Linked DNA regions of Sus scrofa: region 1 is linked to region 2. The links are chromatin contacts, called in public HiChIP or PLAC-seq maps. All regions are on one chromosome and are shown on one strand. The core of a region is the stretch at or near the end of the contact, and the rest is flanking DNA. Distances in the headings are between cores, read along the strand shown.

Region 1 (4,784 bases), core at 1,411-3,910, 260 kb after region 2:
ATTAAATCCTTCAGTTTGGTGGGCTGGGAGCGAACAAAATCGCGCTGCAGCTTCGTGAAACAGGTAGAAAATTCTCCCCCCAGGATGTCTGAGGATTTATATAAGGAGATGAGCTCAGCATAAATCTTGGGGCTGGGTGCAGAGCCGGACTTCAGGTCACCTAGCATTGGATGGGTGGGGAGAGGAGAAACTGGCGTTATGTTTTAATCTGTATAGAAAGTAACAGACGTCAAAACATTGTTGACAAATCTAATTCTGGGACATGACTTTGAACTCTGTCAGTGTCTGGAAGTGACTGATATCTAAGATATTGGGGCCATCTGCGGTGTAATGAGATATTAAAAATTGTATGGTTTATATGAGTGTAAGTAGTATTATTAAAGTGCTATCTAGACCCGCGCTGTCCAATAGTGTAGCCATTAGCCATCATGGTTATTTGCATTCAAACTAATTAAAGGAAACTAAAATGAGAAATTTAGTTTCTCAGGTGCACTAGCCACATTTCAAAGTCTCAACAGATACAGAACTAAGACATAGAACATTTTTATTATCACAGAAAGACCTTCTGGACAGCCCTGACCTCAAGTTTGCAAACCACGACCCCCAGGCTAAATCCGGTGCCCTGCTTGCTTTTGTAAATAAAGTGTTACTGGAACACAGTCATACCCACTTGTTACTGTACATTGTTGCTGGGTGTTTGCAAGCTACAGAGGAAGAGTTGAGTAGTTATGACAGATACCTTATGGTCCTTCAAAGCTAAATATACTTGCTATCTCGCCTTTTATAGAAAAAGTTAGCCTACCCCCAATCGATATGGTCATTTCCTCACTAGAGACACTAAGAACTGTTCAGAAGGAAGGTACCAGAGTCTTCTGATTTTGATTTGGAAAATGTCTGAAGTAGCCTTGGTTTCTTTCTTTCTTTCTTTTTACAGTCACACCTGTGGTATAGGCAAGTTCCTGGGCCAAGGCTCGAACTGGAGCTGCAGCTGCAGCCTAGGCTACAGCCATGGCAACACCAGATCCAAGCCACATCTGCAACCTATGCCACAAGCTCTTGGCAATGCCAGATCCTTAACTCACTGAGTGAGGCCGGGGACTGAACCTGCATCCTCAGAGACAATGAGGCATGTAGAAATTCCCAGGCCAGGGATTGAACCCGCATCACAGCAGTGAGCCAAGCCACTGCAGTGACAATGCCAGATCTTTAACCTGCTGTGCCACAGAAAACTCCTGTGTACCCCACTCTTTGATAGATGCTGGGAATGATACCGTGAGAGGATAAGATGTGGCTTCTGGCCTTCCTTGGGACACTTAAATGAGAAATGACAATGAAAATGTATACAGATGTCAGATCCTGTCACTGTGAATGCCCCCTGGTAGGGCGCTGGACCCATGACCCATTAGTACGTCACGTGACCTGCCCCCTACTCCTTCCACCGTCGCACCAGAATCCATCTTCCTCTTCCAGAAGCTCACAGCTGGGGGTCTTACCTAGTGCGTTAAAGGCAGGCAGCACATCGAAGTGTACGCATTCGTTGAGGACTTTGGATTTCAGAGAGAAGCTCAGCACCCTGGGAGCCTTCCATTTTGAGATCTCAAACGTCACTTCAAAATCCTGCGCCTGCTGACAGGCTTCCAGCTGCTTGTGGATTTCCTTGATGATGGTGCATCTCTCATTTTTTTGGGAGGTGTAGCTTTTCAGCAAGTCTGTGAACACGACGAGGTCAGCATCGGAGTTCTTCAGAGCTGTGCCTTTGGCAGTTGATCCCCCCTAGTGAAGGAAGGAAGGTAAATCCAGATACAGTGTTTTCTAGCGCTCGAGCCCCTCCCATCCCTAGGGCCTGGCACCATTTGGGCTAAGGGTAGTTCCAGGTTAAGAGTCTCCACTTAGGGAAGTCAGTCAGACGAGGAGACACCAACATCGAATGCTTTCACTGACATGTGGAATCTGAAAAAAGGACACAATGAACTTCTTTGCAGAATAGATACTGACTCACAGACTTTTGAAAAACTTATGGTTTCCAAAGGAGAGAGTTCGGGGGGTGGGGGGATGTGCTGGGGGTGTGGGATGGAAATCCTGTGAAATTGGATTGTGATGATCATTACACAACTATAAATGTAATAAATTCATTGAGTGATAATAAAAAAAAAAAAAGGAAAAAAAAAGTCTCCACTTAGGGCAGGGTCTATTTTCAAGTGAATAGAACCATATGGTTCCAAAGGTGGTTCATCTCATGCCCTTGGATGTGTGAATTTACCCACAAGCAAGCGATGGCTACAAAACAGAAATAAATTACCTACTTCTTTTTTTTTTTTTGGTCTTTTTAGGGCCAAACCTGCAGCATATGGAGGTTCCCAGGCTAGGGGTCAAATTTGAGCTGGTAGTGGCTGGTCTACACCACAGCCACAACAATGCCAGATCCTTAACCCACAGAGCGAGGCCAGGGGTCGAATCCCACATCCTCATGGATACTAGTCAGATTCGTTTCTGCTGAGCCACGATGGCAACTGCCAAATTACCTACTTCTCAAGTCCACTTCCTAAAGCCGTCTCCTGAGGACTACGTAGCTTTGCAGACTCAGAGAGAACAGATTAGTGTCAACCCTTTCCTCTCTCCTTCTTGTGGCCACAAGCATGCAGTTATCTGGCTATTGGCCAACACAAGGAGGGAAGTGCGTCAGCCCCTGTGGCTGCTGAGTCACGGAGAAGAGTGGCCCAATCTGCTGAACCTCTAACTCAGCTGATGGGATGAATTGGGCTCCAGTCACCAAAACAAGGAAGACCATCACTTTTTGGTTCCGTACGCACCTAGCCTGGAATCTGCAGTGGTTTGAAAGGTGGCCCCCAAAAGGTACGTCTGCTGGGAACCTGTGTGAATGTGAAGTTATTTGGAAAAAGGGTCTTTGTAGATGTGATTAACTTAGGGAACTGTGGGCCCTATGTCCAATGACAAATGTTCTTAGAAGGGACGAGAAGACAGACCCAGAGGAGAAGGCGATGGGAAGAGGAGGCGGAGGTCAGAATGGATGCGCCACCAGCAGCCCTCGGAGGTTAGCGCAGGATCCCAAGTCCAGTATCACTGACAGAGGCAGTGCAATAGCACCCTTCATGGAAAGCCAGTGTCCTAGCTTCCCATCTCCCCAGCTTCCCGCCCTCAGCCACCGCCCGCACACTGCGGTGGTCACGAGTGCCAGGGCTGCAGAGCCCGCTTAGTTCCACACCAGAAACACCCTGGAAGAGAAACGCCAGGGCTCACCTTGACAATCTTCTGAACCTTTGTAGCCGAATGGCGGAAGCAATTTTCTTTAAGGAATTTACAGATGATGTCCACGGCCTTCTTGGTCTGATCTAAGAAAGTCTTGTCCGGCTGGAGAAAGTCCTTGATGAACTTATCGAGATGATGGCTTGGGGTCGAGTAGAGTGATGCAGGCTGTGGAAGGACCCCCACCATGAGTGGCTCCTGCCAGCCGCCCCCCAACCCCCAGCTTCTTCCCCTGCCCCACCCGCCATCTCCCTCCTGCTGGCACATTTGTCTGAGTTCTTGCATCGACACACCCCAAGATCTCCCAGAAACAAAAATTCTCCTAGTTGCTCCTCCTCACTAGATCTCTAAGGACAGATCTGGATCCTTCTCCTCACAGATGTAATGCCCCTGGCTCTCAATTACTCTCCAGTTTCCACTTCCTGTTGTGGCAAACACCTGCTAATGGCCAGCACCTCTTAGCTTCTCCTCCTGCTCTGTTCCTTATTTTCCCATTTATTGTAGGTCCCTCCCCACTCACTACCCCCCTTCCCCGCACCCATGGCATGTGAAGTTCCCAGGCCAGGGCTGAACCCTCATCACAGCAGTGACCCAAGCCACAGCAGTGACAATGCTGGATCCTTAACCACTAGGCCACCAGGGAACTCCACTCCTATTTCAGGAGCATATGGAAGTTCCCAGGCTAGGGGTCGAATTGGAGCTGCAGCTGCCGGCCATAGCCACAGCCATAGCCATGCTGGATCCAAGTCAAGTCCAGGACCTACCCCACAGCTCATGGCAACGCCAGATCCTTAGCCCACTGGACAAGGCCAAGGATTGAACCCGAATCCTCATGGACACTAGTCAGGTTCGTAACCCACTAAGCCACAGCAGGAACTCCATGTATTTTTGACGTCTGATGACCACACGCATTGCTTTTTTAAGGTTCTATCAGCCTCTGTTAAACACCCTGAGCCCAGGTGGACTGGTTTCCAGGCACTGCTATAACATCATGATTCTGGAGACTAGACATCTGACATCCAAGTGTGGGCAGGGCCCTGCTCTCTGAAGGCTCTGGGGAGAAACTTTCCGTGTGTCTTCCAGCTTCTGCCAGTCCATGGTCATCCTTGTCTTGTGCCTGCCTCTGCTGTCACATGGCCTTCTCCCCCCACCCCGCGCCTTTTTTTTGGTCTTTTTGCCATTTCTTGGGTCGCTCCCGTGGCATATGGAGGTTCCCAGGCTAGGGGTCAAATTGGAGCTGTAGCTGCCGGCCTACACCACAGCCACAGCAACGTGGGATCTGATCCACGTCTGTGACCTACACCACAGATCACGGCAACGCCGGATCCTTAACCCACTGAGCAAGGCCAGGGATCGAACCCTCTACCTCATGGTTCCTAGTCAGATTCGTTAACCACTGAGTCACAGCGGGAACTCAGGGTGACCTCATTTTAATGATACCTGCAAAGACTCTACTTCCAAAGATCACATCCTTAGGATTCAGGGGATTTGAATTTTGCAAGAACACTATTCAACCCTCC
Region 2 (4,702 bases), core at 1,762-4,261:
CCTGCATCACACCCAGTGGCAGCCAACCCCCAGGACTGCCTCCAGGTCCCAAGAGAGTCACCACCCCCCGTGAGACCCCCCAGCCTCACAGTTAACACAGGCACCCCCGCCAGCCCCCAGCTGCCCTTGGCTGATCTCACCTGAGAACATGGGGCCCCAAATCTGGAACTGGCTGCCTCAGGGACCCTGGTTGGTGAGGCCCAGTTCCAGATTCTCTTCCTCGCAGCTCTCTGGTCAGCATGGGGTGGGGCGGGGGGCAGTGCTGGCTTGTGACTTTGGGTGAACCATGCTCCCTCCATGAGCCTCAGTTTCATCCTCTGTAAAACATGCCTCTTGGGACTGTGGTCAGTATTACTTTGTTCATTCAGCAGGAATTTAATGAGCACCTACTACGTGCCATACACTGTCTTAGACACTAGGGATGCAGCAATGAGCAGGACAGATACAAACCGCTACTCTCAAGGCTGTTCCATGCTGGTAGGGCTGATGGGCATGGTACAGGAGCCCAGACACTGAGGAGGTCCAGAATGTAGGGCTATTCCTGATCTTGGCGCCATAGGAGCAGCCAGGCTGGAGGCTGAGTCTCCCCTGGGCCCTGTGTAGCTGCATCTTTGCTCTGCCACCTGGCTAAGTGCCTCTCCCTCTCTGTGCTCCTCCCAGCATCCCTCTGGAGCTGCTCCAGGCTGCCACCTCCACCTTCCCCGGGCAGTCGTGGCAGGCGGGTGATGGGCTATGGGAGGGAGTCTGGCGCCAGGCCCTGGCGCTGAACGCCCTGAAGTGCAGAACAAAGGAGGAGGCAATCAAAGGAGGCAGTGCTGGCGGCCAGGACAGTCTTGCCAGCAGCTGCAGCGTAGCCACCTCTTCTGCGATGACAGGCTGGGCCCCATCGTCACGGAGCTTTTGTCCCCTGTCCCTCCGACTGCAAGCAGAGCATGCCAGGGGAAGCATAGAGTTCACCCGAATTTGCACCATTACGGAGCCCTCTCCGGTTCCTCTCTTCCAGGGAACAAAGGTTCATTCACGCTAAGTTGTTAGTCACCTGGTACTGTGAAAATAAGAGTTGGGGCCTGGGGTCAAGAGCTCCCTCTAAGTGCAGGTGATTTGGGCCAAGTCCCTTTCTCCTTCCGGGGCTCAATATCCCCCTCCAGAAACATGCTGGAAATTCAGATATTTACAGGGCCTGGGCAGCCAAGAGAAAGGTATGCAGTGCCTGGGAAGGTGATGGTTTTCCGCTGTTGTTCTCTAGTGCCTGGTACATGGTAGGTGCTCAATAAATACTTGAAAACATGAACAAGGTGACCGTGACTCAGCTTTTGCCAACTGTTGCCAAGAGCGCCAATCCTGGTGGCTGCATCTTGGATATTTGGGGATTTTTTTTTTTTAAGGCCACACCTAAGGCATATGGAAGTTCCCAGGCTAGAGATCGAATCGGAGCTGTAGCCGCTGGCCTACCCCACAGCCACAGCAGTGCGGGATCTGAGTCACTTCTGCGACCTACACCACAGCTCATGGCAACACCAGATTCTTTAACCTGCTAAGCAAGGCCAGGGATCGAACCCACGTCCTCATGGATACTAATCAGATGCTTAATCCACTGAGCTACAACAGGAACTCATATTTAGGGATTTTCAAAATCCAGGCTTGAGAGGGTCCACCTCATTATTAAATGCCTGGTCATGACAATTATAAACGTCATGGGGACCCAAACAAAATCAGTTACTCTCAACTTGCATTCTCCAGCCTCATCATTTGCAGTATTCGGGTAGGTTCATTCATTCATTCATCCATTCAGCTAGCATTTTCCAAGTGCCTACCTCCCTGTGCTCCTGGCTGTGGAGAGATGCTAAGGTGGCTGAAGCCAGTCCAGCCTTTGAGAGGTTTCCGGGCTAGAAGAAACAGATGCCTCAACCTTCAGTGAGCTACGTGCTTTACTGGCGCTCCTGCAAGTGCAAGGTGTGCTATGTGAGTCCCAAGAAGGGAGTGATTCTCCCTGAAGACAGCAGAGATTTTCAGGGGACAGTGCTTGAGCTGAACCATGACAAGTGTGTAGGACTTCAGCAGGGAGGAAAATGGGGTGGTGTGGGTGGAAGGACATGCCAGAGGGAACAGCCTGTGCAAATATGCAGAGGCATAAGCACGTGTGATGTGTTCAGAGAATAGCTAGAAGTTTGGTGCCGTAGGAGTGTGAGGCTTGTGATGGGCCTGGAAGATGAGTTAATGCACTTAGACCGTTCATTCCTAAGGGCACTAGAGAGCTATTGAGGGGTGTTGAGCGGAGGAGAGATGTGGTCAGACTTGAGTCTGTGAGAATGCATGACAGGGTCGAAGGGTGGAAACTGGGACACAGGACAGAGGTTGCTGCAGTAGGGGTGGTGGCAGCGGAAGTGGAGAGAAGTTCAAATCTGGCTGGACTGAATCCCGGCTTAACTTAGTAGCTATGTGATCTGGGGTAAGTCACTTCACTCTCTCTTTGGTATTTGTACAAGGCAACAATAATAATGGTACCTGTTCTATAGAATGTTGTGTAGATTAAGAATTAACATGTGTGGAGTTGCTGTTGTGGCTTAGCAGGTTAAGGACCTGACATAGTGTCCTTGAGGATGCCTCACTCAGTGGGTTAAGGATCCAACACTGCCATGAGCTGTGATGTTGGTTGCAGGTGTGGCTCGGATCTGGCATTGCTGTGGCTGTGGCATAAGCCAGCAGCTGTAGCTCCGATTCGACCCCTAGCCTAGGAACTTCCATATGCCATGGGTGCGGTCCTAACAAAGCAAAGAAAAAAAAAAAAAGAATGAACATGTGAAACACTTAGAACAGTACCTGGCACATAGGAGGCACTCTGTGGGTGTTTACCATGATGATATGATGATGATAATATCTGTTTCACAAACGAGGAAGCAGAGACTTGGGTCAGAGGCAGTTGCCCAACACCACTCAGGGCTCCAGGAGAGAGAGGGCTCTCACTCCTTCCTACCCACTGCATTTCCCTCTTTCAGCTCCTGCTGCTGTGCCAGAGGGTCTGAACCCAAGTGTGTTAAAAGCCAGATGACCCAGAAGCCACACCCACAGCCCATCATGTAGGGATAGCCAGCTTTCAGGTGCTGGCAGCCTCCAGAGCAGGGACATTTTGCAACTGATTTGAAAGTGGCGGCCTCTTCGAGTGCCATGCAGCCCTTTAGCCTTCCCCAGGCCAGGCTGGAGACCCCCTCCCCTCCCCTGCCTGGCTGCCAGCCGACCCTGGGGACCCTGGGCCAGATTCAAACGTGCAGAAACCGCTAATGGGCCGCAGCTCAGTTGACAAGTCCCCTGGGAGCGTTTGGAGGGAAACAACACTGCGGGATTATTGATCACAGGGCAGTGTTGAGGGGGGCACTCTGGGCTCACAGACTGCAGTTTGAATCCCAGCCAGGCCACCGCCCCCAGGTGGACCTCCAAGTCTTCCCAAAGAGCCTCAGTTTCCCCATCTGCCAAATAGTAGTGCACAAGGGAGTTCCTGTTGTGGCTCAGTGGGTTAAGAAACCTACATAATGTCCATGAGAATGCAGGGTCTCACTGGCCTCTCTCAGTGGGTTAAGGACCTGGTGTGGCTGTGGCTGTGGCATAGGCTAGCAGCTGGAGCTCTGAGTCGACCCCTAGCCTGGGAACCTCCATATGCCGCGGGTGCAGCCCTAAAAAAATAAAATAATAAAATAATATCCATACCTCACAAGGCCACGTGAGGATTAAATGAGTTAACATGAGCTTGGGCCACAAAATGTGTTCTCTGAGTGTGAATGATGGTTCTAAAGGCTTCTAGGTTGGGAGAGGAGTCAGTAAACTACCTCAGCAGGCCTGGCATCCAGTCGGTGTTCAAATCAGGCTTCACCCATTGCCCGAGCTCCAGTCACCGGCCTCAGCCTATAGCGGGACTTCCCCAACCTGACAGGACATCCCATGACTGCCTCCCACAGGCCCCCCTTCCCAGGAGGATCTGGGTGCCCCCAAACTGAGGTCACTTCCCTCCAGGAAGCCACCCCCAGAGGGAGCAGTTCATTGTCGGGATTTAGGGCTGGCCCAGTCCAGAAAGGAGCCCTTTGGAGACTAGAGGGGCAGACAGAAGGGCTCAGAGCCTTCCCTGTCTCTATAGAGTCAGTTTCTCCTCAAGGCTAAGAGCTGGGAGCAGAGACACCCACACACAAGCAGAGGGGTCAAATCAGGACCAAGTTCTCCAGGCAGAAACCTCTTCATGGCTAAACAGCTGAGGTAGTGAGTTCCCCATCACTGGGGGTATCCTAGGCTGGGCTACCACTTGTCTGAGTTAAACCCCTTAGAATCGGGAGTTCCCATCGTGGCTGAGTGGTTAACGAATCCAACTAGGAACCATGAGGTTGCAGGTTGGATCCCTGGCCTCACTCAGTGGGTTAAGGATCCGGCGCCGCCATGAACTGTGGTGTAGGTTGCAGATGCGGCTCAGATCCAGCATTGCTGTGGCTCTGGTGTAGGCCGGTGGCTACAGCTCCAATTAGACCCCTAGCCTGGGAACCTCCACATGTCTCAGGAGTGGCCCTAGAAAAGACAACAAACAAACAAACAAAAAAAAAACCCTTAGAACCAGTTTAAGCTTTCCTTTCCTTTACTCCATGAATAAAGCACCATCCCCAACCCTCTCAAGATTTCACTTCTTTCGGGAGTTCCCATTGTGACTCAGTGGGTTACAAACCCC

The links. HiChIP or PLAC-seq counts read pairs in DNA pulled down with a chosen protein or histone mark.
Region 1: a contact with region 2 is called in an H3K27ac HiChIP or PLAC-seq map of alveolar macrophages. The contact joins two enhancer-like sites. A contact is called at or near these places in 1 of 5 promoter capture datasets (fetal skeletal muscle) and 1 of 2 datasets of contacts at active chromatin or transcription factors (alveolar macrophages).

The regions. Positions count from the first base shown.
Region 1 is chr14:38,832,306-38,837,089 of Sscrofa11.1, forward strand. It overlaps OAS2 (2'-5'-oligoadenylate synthetase 2, 69/71kDa), which reads right to left. Exons shown (of 11, transcript NM_001031796.1): 6 at 3,259-3,432; 7 at 1,494-1,773; 8 at 1-160. Among named protein-coding and RNA genes, the nearest start is that of OAS2, 13 kb to the right of the region's middle. Within about 2 kb of position 2,661, at least 9 of the 83 cell types and tissues checked have an H3K27ac peak or open chromatin away from gene starts, as enhancers often do. A contact at or near this core is called in alveolar macrophages, where this site is marked.
Region 2 is chr14:38,568,925-38,573,626 of Sscrofa11.1, forward strand. All of the region lies in intron 2 of DTX1 (E3 ubiquitin-protein ligase DTX1), which reads left to right. Among named protein-coding and RNA genes, the nearest start is that of DTX1, 12 kb to the left of the region's middle. Within about 2 kb of position 3,012, at least 3 of the 83 cell types and tissues checked have an H3K27ac peak or open chromatin away from gene starts, as enhancers often do. A contact at or near this core is called in alveolar macrophages, where this site is marked.